Linked DNA regions of Danio rerio: region 1 is linked to region 2. A link is a contact called in public Micro-C data. All regions are on one chromosome and are shown on one strand. Each heading gives the region's core, a stretch centred on a gene start, on an enhancer-like site or on the middle of the called end of the contact. The rest is flanking DNA. Distances are from core to core; before and after follow the strand shown. Region 1 holds the start of si:ch73-181d5.4. Region 2 overlaps tspan2b (tetraspanin 2b).

The links. Hi-C and Micro-C count contacts between places; a contact is called where the count stands out from the background.
Region 1: a Micro-C map of caudal fin shows a contact between it and region 2, with 3 times the contacts expected there. The contact joins the promoter of si:ch73-181d5.4 here to the enhancer-like site in region 2. A contact is called at or near these places in 2 of 18 Hi-C or Micro-C datasets (caudal fin and an unstated tissue).

Annotation. Positions count from the first base shown.
Region 1 is chr23:545,984-552,848 of GRCz12tu, forward strand. It overlaps si:ch73-181d5.4, which reads right to left and starts at 5,145. Exons shown (of 15, transcript XM_003201155.7): 1 at 5,014-5,145; 2 at 2,562-3,220; 3 at 625-805; 4 at 230-433. The coding sequence starts at 3,220.
Region 2 is chr23:497,313-504,830 of GRCz12tu, forward strand. tspan2b (tetraspanin 2b) reads right to left here. Exons shown (of 8, transcript XM_005161898.6): 3 at 6,072-6,169; 4 at 3,385-3,459; 5 at 3,124-3,207; 6 at 2,389-2,451; 7 at 1,102-1,185. Among named protein-coding and RNA genes, the nearest start is that of slc25a55b, 19 kb to the left of the region's middle. Within about 2 kb of position 5,534, at least 1 of the 62 cell types and tissues checked has an H3K27ac peak or open chromatin away from gene starts, as enhancers often do. A contact at or near this core is called in caudal fin, where this site is marked.

The DNA of each region.
Region 1 (6,865 bases), core at 3,895-6,394, 48 kb after region 2:
TCATTCATCACATCTACATTAAAGTTCTTATTTATGATATATATATATGTGTGTGTGTGCGTATAAACACATGCATATGTTTATATTTACAGAATAAAAGTCACTTTGTTAAACTGTAGAGTTGAATGTTCAACATCAGATGTGAACAGAATTCACCACCGCAAATAACAAAGCACAGGAGCTGTTCATCAGCAGACATTGTTTACAGAGTGTATGTGATTATATTCACCTTGAGAGACGGTACAACAGCAGATTTGACCTCAGGTTTGGGTTCAGAGAGAGTCTTGATGGCGACGGCTGCGTGCTGAACGATACAGCGATGACCGCAGTACACCGACTCCGGCAGGGCATCGCTGCTGCAGCCCGGACCAATGCATTTGGGCGAAACCTCCACCACATTCTGCTCCACCTTTATCATCTGCTGCACATCCACCTGAGATTGACACACAGACTAGATTTAGAAGAAGAGCTGACCGGATCTCTTCTCTACTAATGTTTAGTAGTTACCAGGGGGGTTATTAAGAGCAATCTGTCGTGCTCCATTTATTACTCCACAAAGAGGATCAGTTCTGTTAGAGATGCGCTTTTCAGACAGTGTGATGAGAGATGATGATGCAGCATTACCATGTTGATTGAGCTGATCTCTTGTTTTAGGCACGGATCGTCAGTCTTCTGGTTCCTGCATGTCAGTTCCCGGTTCTCAGTGCATGGTGGACACATATATTCCTCATTTTTCCAAGTCTCAAAGATGCCGACACAGTCCACATGCCGAAACGCTCCACAGGATTTACAGCTGATCGTCAACCTGACAGATGGAGACAGCATTAGTTTGGTAGGAGATCAAAATTAGGGTTAGGTATTGGAAAATATTGGAAAAATCTGACATTTGGATTTTTTTTTTTCTGGGGAGACTAACAGTATTAAGCATGAGAAATTAAATAAATCTCAATGCAAAAAAATACATATTTTCTTACTTTGTCTCGTTTGTAGTCCAAATATCAACAACATTCGCAGAGCAAGTTAAAATATTGTTTTGTTTTCAACTTCAGATGTCAAAATGAACAGTGAAAACAAGCTTAATGATCTGCCAGGGCACAGGGTAAGTACAATAATCTTGCTTTTTCGTTAAAATGTTGACATTTTGACTAAAACAACACAAAATTCTAAGTTTTTGCATAAATTCCATATAAATACAGTTATTAAGTACAATTCTATAGCTTCTGCTCAACTATAATGCAGACTAAACATTGCATATCTTGCGATGTGACTATTGAGGATATACACATTGCAATATCCATAATTAAACAACATATCAATATATTTATATATTCATTCATTCATTCATTCATTTACTGGTCGGCTTAGACCCTTTATTAATGTGGGGTCGCCACAGCGGAATGAACCGCCAACTTATCCAGCACGTTTTTATCCAGCGGATGCCCTTCCAGCTGCAACCCATCACTGAGAAACACAAACACACACAAACAAACACACACAAATAAACACACACAAACACACACAAACAAACACAAACACACACAAACAAACACAAACACAAACAAACACACACACACAAACAAACACACACAAACAAACACACACAAACACACACAAACACACACAAACAAACACACACAAACACACACAAACAAACACAAACAAACACACACAAACAAACACACACAAACACACACAAACAAACACAAACACACACAAACAAACACAAACACACAAACAAACACACACAAACAAACACACACAAACACACACAAACAAACACACACACACAAACACAAACACAAACAAACACACACAAACAAACACACACAAACACACACAAACAAACACAAACACACACACACACACACACACAAACAAACACACACAAACAAACACACACACACACACACACAAACAAACACACACAAACAAACATAAACACAAACAAACACACACACACACACACACAAACAAACACACACAAACAAACACAAACACACACAAAAATAAACAAACAAACAAACAAACACACACACAGACACACACAAACAAACACACACACACACAGACAAACCTCTCTCTCTCTCATTCGCGTGCACTAACACACACACTCACACACACAAACACCAAGCACACACACAGACAAACCTCTCTCTCTCTCTCTCTCATTCGTGCGCACACACACACATACACACTCACAGCAACAAACAAGCTAAACACAGCATCGCGCTATTTCATTTACACACATACATACGCATGCTCGCTCGGGAGTCGGGAGTGATATTGCTAGACGGCCCGCTCCCGTCCCAAATTAAACCCGTTACTGACCGCTCCCGGGCTTTATTCGGAAATGTATTCCCGCGCCGCAGAAATCTGGTCGGGTCCCGCGGGAATGCAGACCTCTAAAGCGGAGCTTGTATTTAAAAATGTTGATAGAGGTTTGTGATATAGGAATTACAGCGGAGCTTCACCATAAACATGCTTAACCACATCACCGCAGTTGACATCTCATTATGGCGGTAATGTGGTTATCGTCACACCCCTACACACTCGATTCTCACCTGTTACTATCATCCCTCTGTCCACATGTGCCACACACAGCGTCCTGATTATCCTCCTCATGTTTATCAGAGATGCAGATTTCCTCCTGGTGCTCAGAGTGATTCTGCAGTCGCTCATTCCTCTCATCTCCAGCAAAACTCAGAGTATCTGCGGCTTCCCTGTCAGTGAATAAACCCTGCTTCTCTCCTTCTGCTGCGCTTTCGGTGTCGTCAGACTGCTCTACACCCTCCTGCTCCCCCAGACCATCATTTCTCTCTCCGTCTGTGCTTTCCCTCATCCGCCGTGCCAGCGCTCGCCTCCGCATCTCCTGCAGGTTGAGATCGTCGCTGTCTTCAGCTCGATCGGATGTGGCTCCTCCTGTGTTGCGTTCGCTGCTGGACTCGTCTGCATGTACCCACACGCGCCCTCGACCCCTACGCCCTCGTTTAGCTGCCGTTAACCCCATGCCAGCGTCGGCAGCACGTTTTCCGCGACCGCGACCCCTGCCGCGACCTCTGCCTCGACCCCGGCCACGACCCCTGTTGGTCTGGAGGTCAGGATCTCCGCTGCTCTCGTCCAGTGAGCACACCGCCTCCAAGAACTCTCGTTTGGCTATCGTGCTGCGCCGGAAGCCCCAGCTCTTGCCCATCAGATCAGTGCCAGAGGCGTCCGCATCCATCTGACCCCAGAACAGAGGAGATACAGAGAAAATATTAGAGCTGAAGGATTAGACAATCTCATATTTGTCTGTGAGAAATACTAGATTTTCTGAAAAATTTTAGGGTGAACACATTTATTTAAGCTTAACAGTAAACACACACACACACACACACACACACACACACACACACACACACACACACACACACACACATATATATATATATATATATATATATATATAAAAAAGGTTTAACCCTACTGAGCTATTCCTTGCAAATGTCAGCCTTGCCATGAATCCTTTAAACTGAAGTAACTAATATACTAACTTTTACGAACTAAAATAGCGAGAGCCTTTCTGTTTTTGTGTAGGCTGGTTTTCCACAGTGCTGTAATGTCTCTGTCAATGTCAATATTTGATTCATCAAAGTCACACAAGTGTCAATTTCACATCTGTCACATCCACAACCAAGCGTTTCCCTCATAAATGCAGAAAAGTCAAACAAAATAAAGTTTTATCAAATATTAGATTGTTGATAAAGAAATGGGTGTGATTGACCTGATTATGTAGTGTTGCAAGACTTAAATATACACTATAAGAAAAACTATGAATGATTTACCTCATATTTTACTTTAATAGAAAGAAAGAAAACTGGGATAAAGTTAATGTTATATTTGCACATTCACCTTCTTAATATAATGTCAGAAAAGGACTGTTTTCACAGTGAGTTAAAAAGTGCTGATGTTATTCTGAAGTCATTCTTACGTTTAGCAATATCATCTCATAATTCATAACAGTACCTCATTATTATTAATCTGTATTCGCCTTTTTGAATTCTACTTTACTGTTTTACTGATTGTGCAAATATCAACTTCACCTTAATGCATAACCACAACTAAATATTTATTATAAACTTAATAATAAAATCATGTTTAAATACTCGGACAAAGGTTTTAGCATATAGGTGAGGTTGGTTTTATATTGGTTTCATTTAGCAGTCTCTATATTGTTTAGCATGTTACTCTGAATATTGGATCTGAATTAGCATGCAAGTATGACTTGTAAACAACATTAACACTGTCTAATTGACTGTGAACAATGCTGTACTTTGATAGTCATTTGCTGCTAATATGATTTCACTATTTACAATACTTTTCTGACATTATATTAAGGAGAATGTCTGAATATTTCAATATCAAACCAACTTCACCTCTATGGATATGGGTTTTAGCTTGATTATTATTTTGCATGACTGTAAAAGTTGCACTGGGAAAAAAACAATGCATAACATACATCAAATTTGAGTTAAATTAGAATTAAATCAGAGGTAAGCGTTTATGTGCCTAAAACTTTACATTTTCAGCTGTAAACTAGTAAACAGTTTAATGTTAAGGATAATTTCGACAGATGTCGCTTTTTAAACCTGCATTCACCCTAATTTACACAATACTGTAAATGAATGGTCGTAATGTATATAATATATTCGAAAAACACCGTAACACTATATTCATGCTTCAACATTTCACATCTCATCAAATTAAACACCACAATGACATTATTAATTCAGAAATCATCAAATAATTGAAATCACTTTGGCTGTCTAATTCATAACAGCGAACTCAGTGTTCAACAGCGAACTTCAACATGGTGTATGAAACAGTCTGCAGAGTAAAGAGAGACTGCGAAACATGTGTTTGACGTGCTGCTAAACTGCACATCTCATTCAGCACATCACACATCTGCAAATAAATAATGAAGCATGTGAGGTGAAGCGAAACACCCACAGCACCCACAGCCCACCGCGGACTCACCTTATACAGTCCAACGCGTGTGTCTGCGTTTACACGCACTTCGAGCTCAATGGATGAAAGATTATAATTGATTATTAATGTTAAATGCAGTCAATCACACAAACGCACAGCAATGCCTCCATTTTGACCGTGAAAGGGGCGTGACGCTCGGTATAAAGAGGATCCAGAACCGCCGCGAGACTCCGCACCGGAACCGAACAGCGACTCCTGCGTACTGGAGGACAAATTTAAGAAACAATGTCAGCACTCAAACTTAATAACAAAAGTACAAAAAGATTAAGATAAAATCAACAAATACTTTCTTAAACAGCATTGAAGAGTGCGCGCTCTACAGCCAACGCTTGTTAAAGGCATTTTCACACACGAATTATAAATGTAGGCCTTTATGAACGACTCTCACCTCAGTTTGTATTTATAAACCTCTGATTACCACATTTGTTTACAGTTATAAAGCTTTATGAGTTATTTTCTTCTGTTAAACTCAAAAAAGATATTCTGAAGAAGGCTGGAAACCCGTAACTTCCATTGTGGGAAAAGCAAATAGCCTACTGTGGATGACAATGGCTAAAGGTTTCCAGCACCAACATTTATTTATTTATTTATTTTTTTTAGATCAACAAGAAGCATAAGAGTTTCTCATAAGAGTTTGAAATCAGTAAAGTGTGAGTAAATGATGACAGAACTTTCATTTTTGGGTGAACTATCTTATTTCATTCAACTATCTTATTTTATTTAGGTACTATTTACTCTCTTAAAAAACACATTTTACTACATTCGTTAAGTTATAAACCCTTCTGAGTGTCTTTCTTCTGCAAAACCCAGAAGAAGATATTCTGAAGAAAGCTTGAAACCCTCCATTGTGGGAAAAGCAAATAGGCTGACTGTCAATGGTTGAAGATTTTCAACTTCAAAATATCTTCTTGTGAGATTAACAAGAACCACTCATAAAGGTTCAAAACAAGTAAAGTCTGAGTAAATGATAACAGAATTTTATTTTGGGTGAACTGTCAGCCATGTTTGTTTAGTGCAACAACTTTATAGGCTTCAATTTAGAGGTAATAGAGGTAAAGTTGGTTTTATATTGGCACATTGGTTCATTTAGCAGTCTCTATATTGTTTAGCATGTTACTCTGAATATTGGATCTGAATTAGCATGCAAGTATGACTTGTAAACAACATTAACACTGTCTAATTGACTGTGAACAATGCTGTACTTTGATAGTCACTTGCTGCTAATATAATTTCCCTATTAACGATACTTTTCTGGCATTATATTATTAAGAAGAATATCTGAATATCCCAATATAAAACCAACTTCACCTCTATTTACTCTCCCTCAAATTAACCACATATTGCCACATTTGTTTAGTTATAAACCTTTATGAGTTTTTTTAGTTACGATATTTATAAGTATTATGAAGCATGCTCATTTAGCTGATCTTTACTGTGAATATTTAGCTTTTTTTTGCCTAAATCTAAACCTAAATCTTCTTTAATTGTTTTGATTATTCAAGGATATTTTAATGTGCCTTTTTTTTGAGAGAGGTCTGGATGCAGACCTGAAGCAGATGCAATCTGAGCTGCATGCAATGCTTTTTAATGCGCTCACCTAACCCCACCCCTTACAGTGATGTCACTAGCTCAGTTGAGTGCATTGTGTCTGATTGCAATCTCAACTTGCATCATAAAGGCTGCATCCAGATGCTATTGCTTTTTTCTGTGCATATAATCTCATATGACGCAAGGAAACCCATTATATTTAAATCATTTTTGGTTGTTCATTTTGAATAATTATCAACAATTAGATTATAATTTTGTTTGCATTTATGCGCAGTAATAAGACGACACAATA
Region 2 (7,518 bases), core at 4,284-6,783:
AAGTTGCATTATGGGATGTTGATCTTTCCTCCAACACAACGTTTAACCTTGAAAAGTGTGAAAAGTGACTTTTCTGAACATTTGTAATAGTTTAAAGTGCTATAATGTCTGGGTTGATATTGTATTTAATATTGTATTTCTGTTATTTTACACTATTATTCCCCTATAAATTATTGCTTATACATTATAATATCTCAATAAAAGTCACTTTGTTAAACTGTAGAGTTGAATTTTCAACATCAGAAGACATCAACATCCTACAATGCAACTTATTCAATCATTTTCCTTCAGCTTAGTCCCTGATTTATCAGGGGTCACCACAGCGGAATGAACCACCAACTATTCCAGCATATGTTTTACATAGCGGATGCCTTTACAGCTGCAACACCCATACACTGGGAAACACGTGGAGAAAATGCAAACTCCACACAGAAGCAACAACTGACCCAGCCGGGACGCAAACAGGTGACCTTCTTGCTGAGAGGCCACAGCGTCAACCACTGAGCCAAAGTGACCCCCATAATGCAACTCACAACCGCAGATAAAAGAAAACACTTTTCATTTTTACAGTGCATGTTTAAACACAAAGAGGACATGAACTGGAATACTTACTGGATACAGTAAGTTTAAAGAAATTATATTAAAAACCATTAAAAAAAATTGCATCAATAATTGATGTCAAAACAACATCAAATTAACATTTCAACATGACAAACATGTCCAAATGTTATTACAGGATATTCAAATCCCAGAGTAAATTGGTCATTCGGAAATGCACTGCAACTAATGCTTTTCCTACTTGAGTTTGTGTCGTGTTTCTAGTCCAAATATCTACAAATTCTTAAATCAAGAAGCAATTACAAGACAAGTACAACATACTGTCCTGTTTTCAGAATTAAGGAGTCAAAATGAAGCGAGTTTCTCCTTAAAACAAGCAATATAATGTGTTAAGCAGAGTAATCTTGTTTTACTTTGTAATAAGTGGTGTGAATAATCGAGCTCGACTGTATATATTCTGTGAGAACAACCACCTGGATGTACATTATCCTAAACTGCGGACATGATAACAGACTGTATTATTGACAAAAAAAGTTCATTTACCATGACTCCAGCGATTCCTATTCCCACGTAACCCACGATGAACAGCTTACTGTTGAAAAACTCTTCAATGGCCACGTCACACGTCTGCACACACACACACACACACACACACACACAGATCAATGCGTATACACACTTCACTGCATGTCAAACTCTGCTATTACAGACACTATATCTGCCATTTTCATGTATCTTTTTATGAAACACTGACTTTTGTACTTACATATGCGACTTTAGAGTTTCGCAGCACTACATATAACAGACGCCTAAAATGACTACAACTCCCATGATTCCACACTCAGCCACAGTCATGGAAATATGCCTTTGTTTGTTGTGAATAGACGCCCTCTAATGGCCAAACTCACACACTGTGCTTTTAAACTAAGTGTTTACTAATTTTGGCTGCACAACATATCGGGGAATTATTGGTATTGCGGTATTGATGCCCAAAGCACAATGTTGGCATACGGTGCATGGGTTACGTCTAGAAGGGATACAGCTGTGGATAGCGTCATTTCTATGACACCATACAACAATATTTAACAGTTCACATTACTGTGAGGATTGGGTTTAGAGTAGATGTTAATAAAATGCTAATTAATGGGTAATTTAATAAATAATATGAATAATACTCTGTATAATTACTGTTTTTGCGTTACTGTGAGGATTGGGTTCAGGGTTAACGTTAATAAAATGCATTTAATGTGTAATTTAAAAAATAATATGAATAATATTCAGTATAATTGCTGTTTTTACCTGACAGTGAGGGTTGGGTTTAGGGTTTGAGTAGGTTTAGATGTTAATAAAATACAGTTAATGAATAATGTAATGAATAATAATTCAACCTCCCGCCTTCCAGCTGTATCCCTTCTAGCAATAGCTCTACACATGAGGCTATCAGCACTGACTGTTCATCCAAATTTGACCAATCAGATGGGGTGATTCTATCTTAAGCCCCGCCCACCCAGTAGGTGCTGTTCTACTAATGGCTGGAAGCTGAACTCAGTGCTGAATTTAAACAATAGTGGGCGGAGTCAAGATAAGAGGAAAATGACAACAGCCAATCAGAGTCAGAATATCTGCATATCAGGTTTACACTCGTTCACAGTGTCTACATGTTAGCCAGTTTACTAGATCAGACTAAATATCCAAAATACCTTTAATGGGACATGTATCGCAAGAAATATCGCTATCGTAATACTCGTATTATTGCATGTTTTCTCAGTATTGTGCAGAACTATTACTAGTAGCAGACAGTTTTAATCAGTGTTTCATTTAAGAGCTTACCTGGTTAAATACCATGTTTTTACATGAGGATGGCGTCACTGTAGATGAACCACAGCAACTCAACTGCAGATGAGACGGGTTAAAATACAATTACAGCCACAATTACAGTCTTTTATGACAACATTAAACATATATACAGTACATATAGTTGTGGGCAAAATTATTCACCCTCCTGCTCGATATTTGTGCATTTTCAAATATTTCTCAAATGATATTTAGACATTTACACATTATTGAAAATTTGTTCTTCTGGAGAAAGTCTGATTAGTTTTATTTGGGCTAGAATAAAAGCAGTGTTTAATAGTGTTAAAGTCATGTTAAGCTCAATATTATTCGCCTCTTCAGCAATATTAGTGTTGGATTGTCTCCAGAACAAACCACTGTTATACAATGACTTGCCTAATTACCCTAACTTTACCCTCATTACCCTAGTGAAGCCTTTACATGCCACTGTAAGCTGAACACTAGTGTCTTGAAGAATATCTAGACTAATATTATGTGCTGTCATCATGGTGAAGAGAAAACACATCAGCTATTAGAGATGAGTTATTAACATTATTATGAGTAGAAATGTATAACATATAAAAGTATAAGAAAATATAAAAGAATTAAAAATGAAACAGGAGGGTGAATAATTCAACTACACATGTATATAGTTATAATGACACCACAGTCTGATTAAATCCACAATAAGGTGTAGTAGAGTAATAAAACAAGGTAATAATGTGAACTCACTACGGTGTGGTAGGACTGCACGGTTGCATTATTGTTGTTGTTTCCAGCAGACTCATCATAGAAGTGCCTTATTTCCTGAATGATCTAAGATGAAACATTAAAGAAACTTGTGCTGTAAAAATCTGATTTATTGAAATAAAGAGCTTTGAATCAACATGTGTCATGTCATTTCCACTATAATAATAATAATAATAATAATAATAATAATAATAATAATAATAATAATAATAATAATAATAATAATAATAATAATAATAATACCTTGTCTTTGTTGATGAAGCCAAAAACTCCTGCTGCAACTTCAGCTCCAAAGATGACCAGAAGACAGGCAAAAAACTGTAAAAGAGACATAAATAATGTTAAATAAATTAAAATGCTTTCTACATTTCATATATATATATATATATATAGGGGTGCAATATTTTGCAAGAACAGCACTGGTACAGCCTCTTCACCTTTGTGTATTACTCCGCCCACACAGAGTGACATCAGATCAATAAACTCACTACAGTTTGACAAATATTGCAGCTGTTGGACAACATCATGTACTGTTGAGGCTTTTTTAGGTGAGATTGTCATTGTTTAGATTGCAGCTACTCGGTTTATTTATAGGGATAGTGCCTATTTTAAATAATCATAACTTCAGAGATTCAACGCCATCAGCATGTCATACTGAGCATAGCAAAAACGGTTGATGTTCTGCCACAAGATGGCGTCAAAGACCGCATAATAAGCCCTTAGAGAAGGAAAAACTCAAGCTACAGCAGATCAAATCATTATTAAACAGGTAAGTGACACTCTCTCTTTGTGTGTTGTAGTGCTGCATTATTACCATAGTAATCTGCTGGTGTTTGCAGAACGCAATACCACACTTGCAGCAGTCCGGTATGGCTGTATATCATCAGTGGTGGGACACTAAGACAATCAGTCTGCTGCCGATACAGCCTGCTACTCGTGTGATATTGCGCATATATATATATATATATATATAAAGATAAACAGTATAAGCCAGTAAAAGCCCTGTAAGTTAAGTATGTCTTTGATAAATTGTGGTAAAGTTTTGTGGTATTTGTCAATTTAATGGCATTTATTTGACAGCATGTACTAAAGATTTTAAGCGGTTTTCTTTACATCTAAAAATCTGCATTTTGAATAGCAAGTGAGTAATTGACAAATATGAAAATGATTTTTTTAAGCGGTTGCCCTGTTTCAAAAGCTGCTGTTTTCAGCCCTTGAAAATATAATAAAAAGTATTAGATTTTAGTTTAACTTCTTAACTTATTTATTTATTTATATTAATATATACTATTTTATATATAGGCGAAGCAGTGGCGCAGTAGGTAGTGCTGTTGCCTCACAGCAAGAAGGTCTAGCGTCAGCTCAGTTGGTGTTTCTGTGTGGAGTTTGCATGTTCTCCCCGTGTTGGCGTGGGTTTCCTCCGGATGCTCCGGTTTCCCCCACAGTCCAAACACATGCGGTACAGATGAATTGGGTAGGCTAAATTGTCCGTAGTGTATGTGTGTGTGTGTGTGTGTGTGTTTAAATGTGTGTGTGGATGTTTCCTAGTGATGGGTTGCAGCTGGAAGGGCATTCGCTGCGTAAAAACTTGCTGAATAAGTTGGCGGTTCATTCCGCTGTGGCGACCCCGAATTAATAAAGGAACTGAGCCGACAAGAAAATGAATGAATGATTATATAACCTGGTGTTCATGTTTAGTACTGCAGCCAAACAAAATCCCACTGAAAGTAAATTTTTTGTTATCAACTTTATATTTGGAACATAATTTGTTCAAATATTTAGCTTTGATTTTCTGACTAATTTAGACAAAAAAAATTTAAACATATTTTTTATGTAATATAATACAATCTATATTTTTGTTTTGATTGTTTACATAAATATAAAGGCGCATTATATTTTTATATTATATAAAGGCGCATTATATTATATTATTTTAAAAAACTTTAAGTTTTTTTTTAAACTTTTTTTCCCTTCAGTCACATTCTGACAAGTGTCTTCTTTAAAATGAGACCAAGTTTAAGTCTGTGCACCAAAGCGTTGAAGACTGACGATCCTTTAAGCTGAACATGTGTGCGTGTATAAAAATAGTTTAAAATAGTGTTGTGTACAGTAAACAAAACAATGCATCCTGTTTTAGAATGACATAACGAGTGTTACCGCATCAAGTCTTTTTGAGTTTTTATTTCCTTGTTTATTTTTCATCTTAATTCCTGTTTTCTTGCATAACAAGCCGGAAATGTGCAGACAGCAGTAGAGATGCAAATGCAGAGGTTAAATCTGTGCAAAGAAACATAGAGGCAAATCCAAAAGAGCATTCCAGAACACAGCCTACTGTCTAACATACAAACATTAGTCTGAGCAAACTCCGGCATGCGGAAACAAGGAACAAGGAAAACAATTAATCAGAAAAGGAAATAAATTGCTTGGAAATGTCAATAACATGAAGGCAAGACTGACTACACCGTACAAAATACCTGTCAACTAACAGTGTGTGATTCATGTTTTATTTCCCCCCATCCATGTTTTAAATTGCATTATGGGATCTTTTAACCTCAAAAGTGTGTGTTCTGCTCATGTGTAATAGTGTGCAGTGTGTGTATAGTGTGTGTTGGTGTTGTATATTACTCTACAGTGAGCTTGTAATAAACTGCAGCACATGTTCTGCTATTCTACACTCTTATTCCTCTACATATGATCTCTTATATTATTTCACACCACTAAAATGTCAGTAAAAGTCACTTTGTTAAACTGTAGAGTTGAATTATGAGCATCAGGAGTGGACAGAGCAGAGATCAACATCCCATATACTGTTCATTAGCAGGTGTTGTTTACAGTGCAGCTCTACTGTCGTCCTCATCAATTATCAGTCAGCATTTATCAGTGAGCAATGCTATGGTGTTTACTCAGATATTAGTAAATGTAACTCTCACCAATCCCAGAAGACACTGCGACTCCCGCACGGCTCCACAGCAGCCGAAAAAACCCACCAGCATCACCAGACCACCGGCTGCGATGAGGATGTACACCCCTGTGCAGGACACACACATTATTTAAGCTCATTCGGGCACACAATATTAGGAAAATATCATGCAAAACTAATCAAAAATGCTTAAACATGCATATTAAATAACTGTTATTGGCAGATACACTGTGAAAAATCTCTGCTAATGAACAGCTTGTGTTTATTAGCGGTGGTGAACTGCATTATGGGATGTTGATCTCTGCTCTGTCCACTCCTGATGCTCATAATTCAACTCTACAGTTTAACAAAGTGACTTTTATTGACATTTTAGTGGTGTGAAATAATATAAGAGATCATATGTAGAGGAATAAGAGTGTAGAATAGCAGAACATGTGCTGCAGTTTATTACAAGCTCACTGTAGAGTAATATACAACACCAACACACACTATACACACACTACACACTATTACACATGAGCAGAACACACACTATACACACACTGCACACTATTACACATGAGCAGAACACACACTATACACACACTACACACTATTACACATGAACACAGACTATACACACACTGTTCAAGGTTATAAACGTTGCTAGAAGATGATCAAGATCCCATAATGACATTCACAAGCAGAAATAAATGAGGAAAAACAAAAACATGCATCACAAAATGCAGAAAACTGCTGATTTAGGGATATTTTACACAGTGCAGAACATTATTTGTGCATTAAAAACACACAAGCAGCTCAAAAAGTAGAATCATACTATACAGCATATTAAAACAGTAAATATCATATGATCAAACACATCACATCACTTCACTTGATGGAAAAATACCTATTTTAACTGTATTTATGCTAATAAAATCTTAAAGGAATGAATGATGCATATCATTTTGTTTTCCAATAGACAGTTCTGCAGAATTCTGGATTTATGAAGCAGAAAACTGTATACTATATAAAATAAACAAATTATAAATAAACTATTTAACATACTATTATTGTGTAGCAGCATAGCTATATTATGATATTACTGTATTTCTATAGTTCTGAGAGATGGGTTGCGGCTGGAAGGGCATCCGCTGCATAAAAATGTGCTGGATAAGTTGGCGGTTCATTCCACTGTGGCGACCCCGGATTAATAAAAGGACTAAGAAAATGAATGAATGAATGAATGAATGAATGAATGTATTTCTATAGTAGTATGTCTATCATTGTCATTATTATTATTTTGGAATTGTCTATACTATCCGATATACAGTACAATAAGACTTTTACAAATGCATCAAATGATCAAGCGCATGACAAAAGTTATACTTAGAATAAGTTTGTTTAGTTTTTAGTAGCAACAACTACAACAAAATCATTGCTGTGAATGTTATTAGAGAGTCTGGAAGTACACTGTT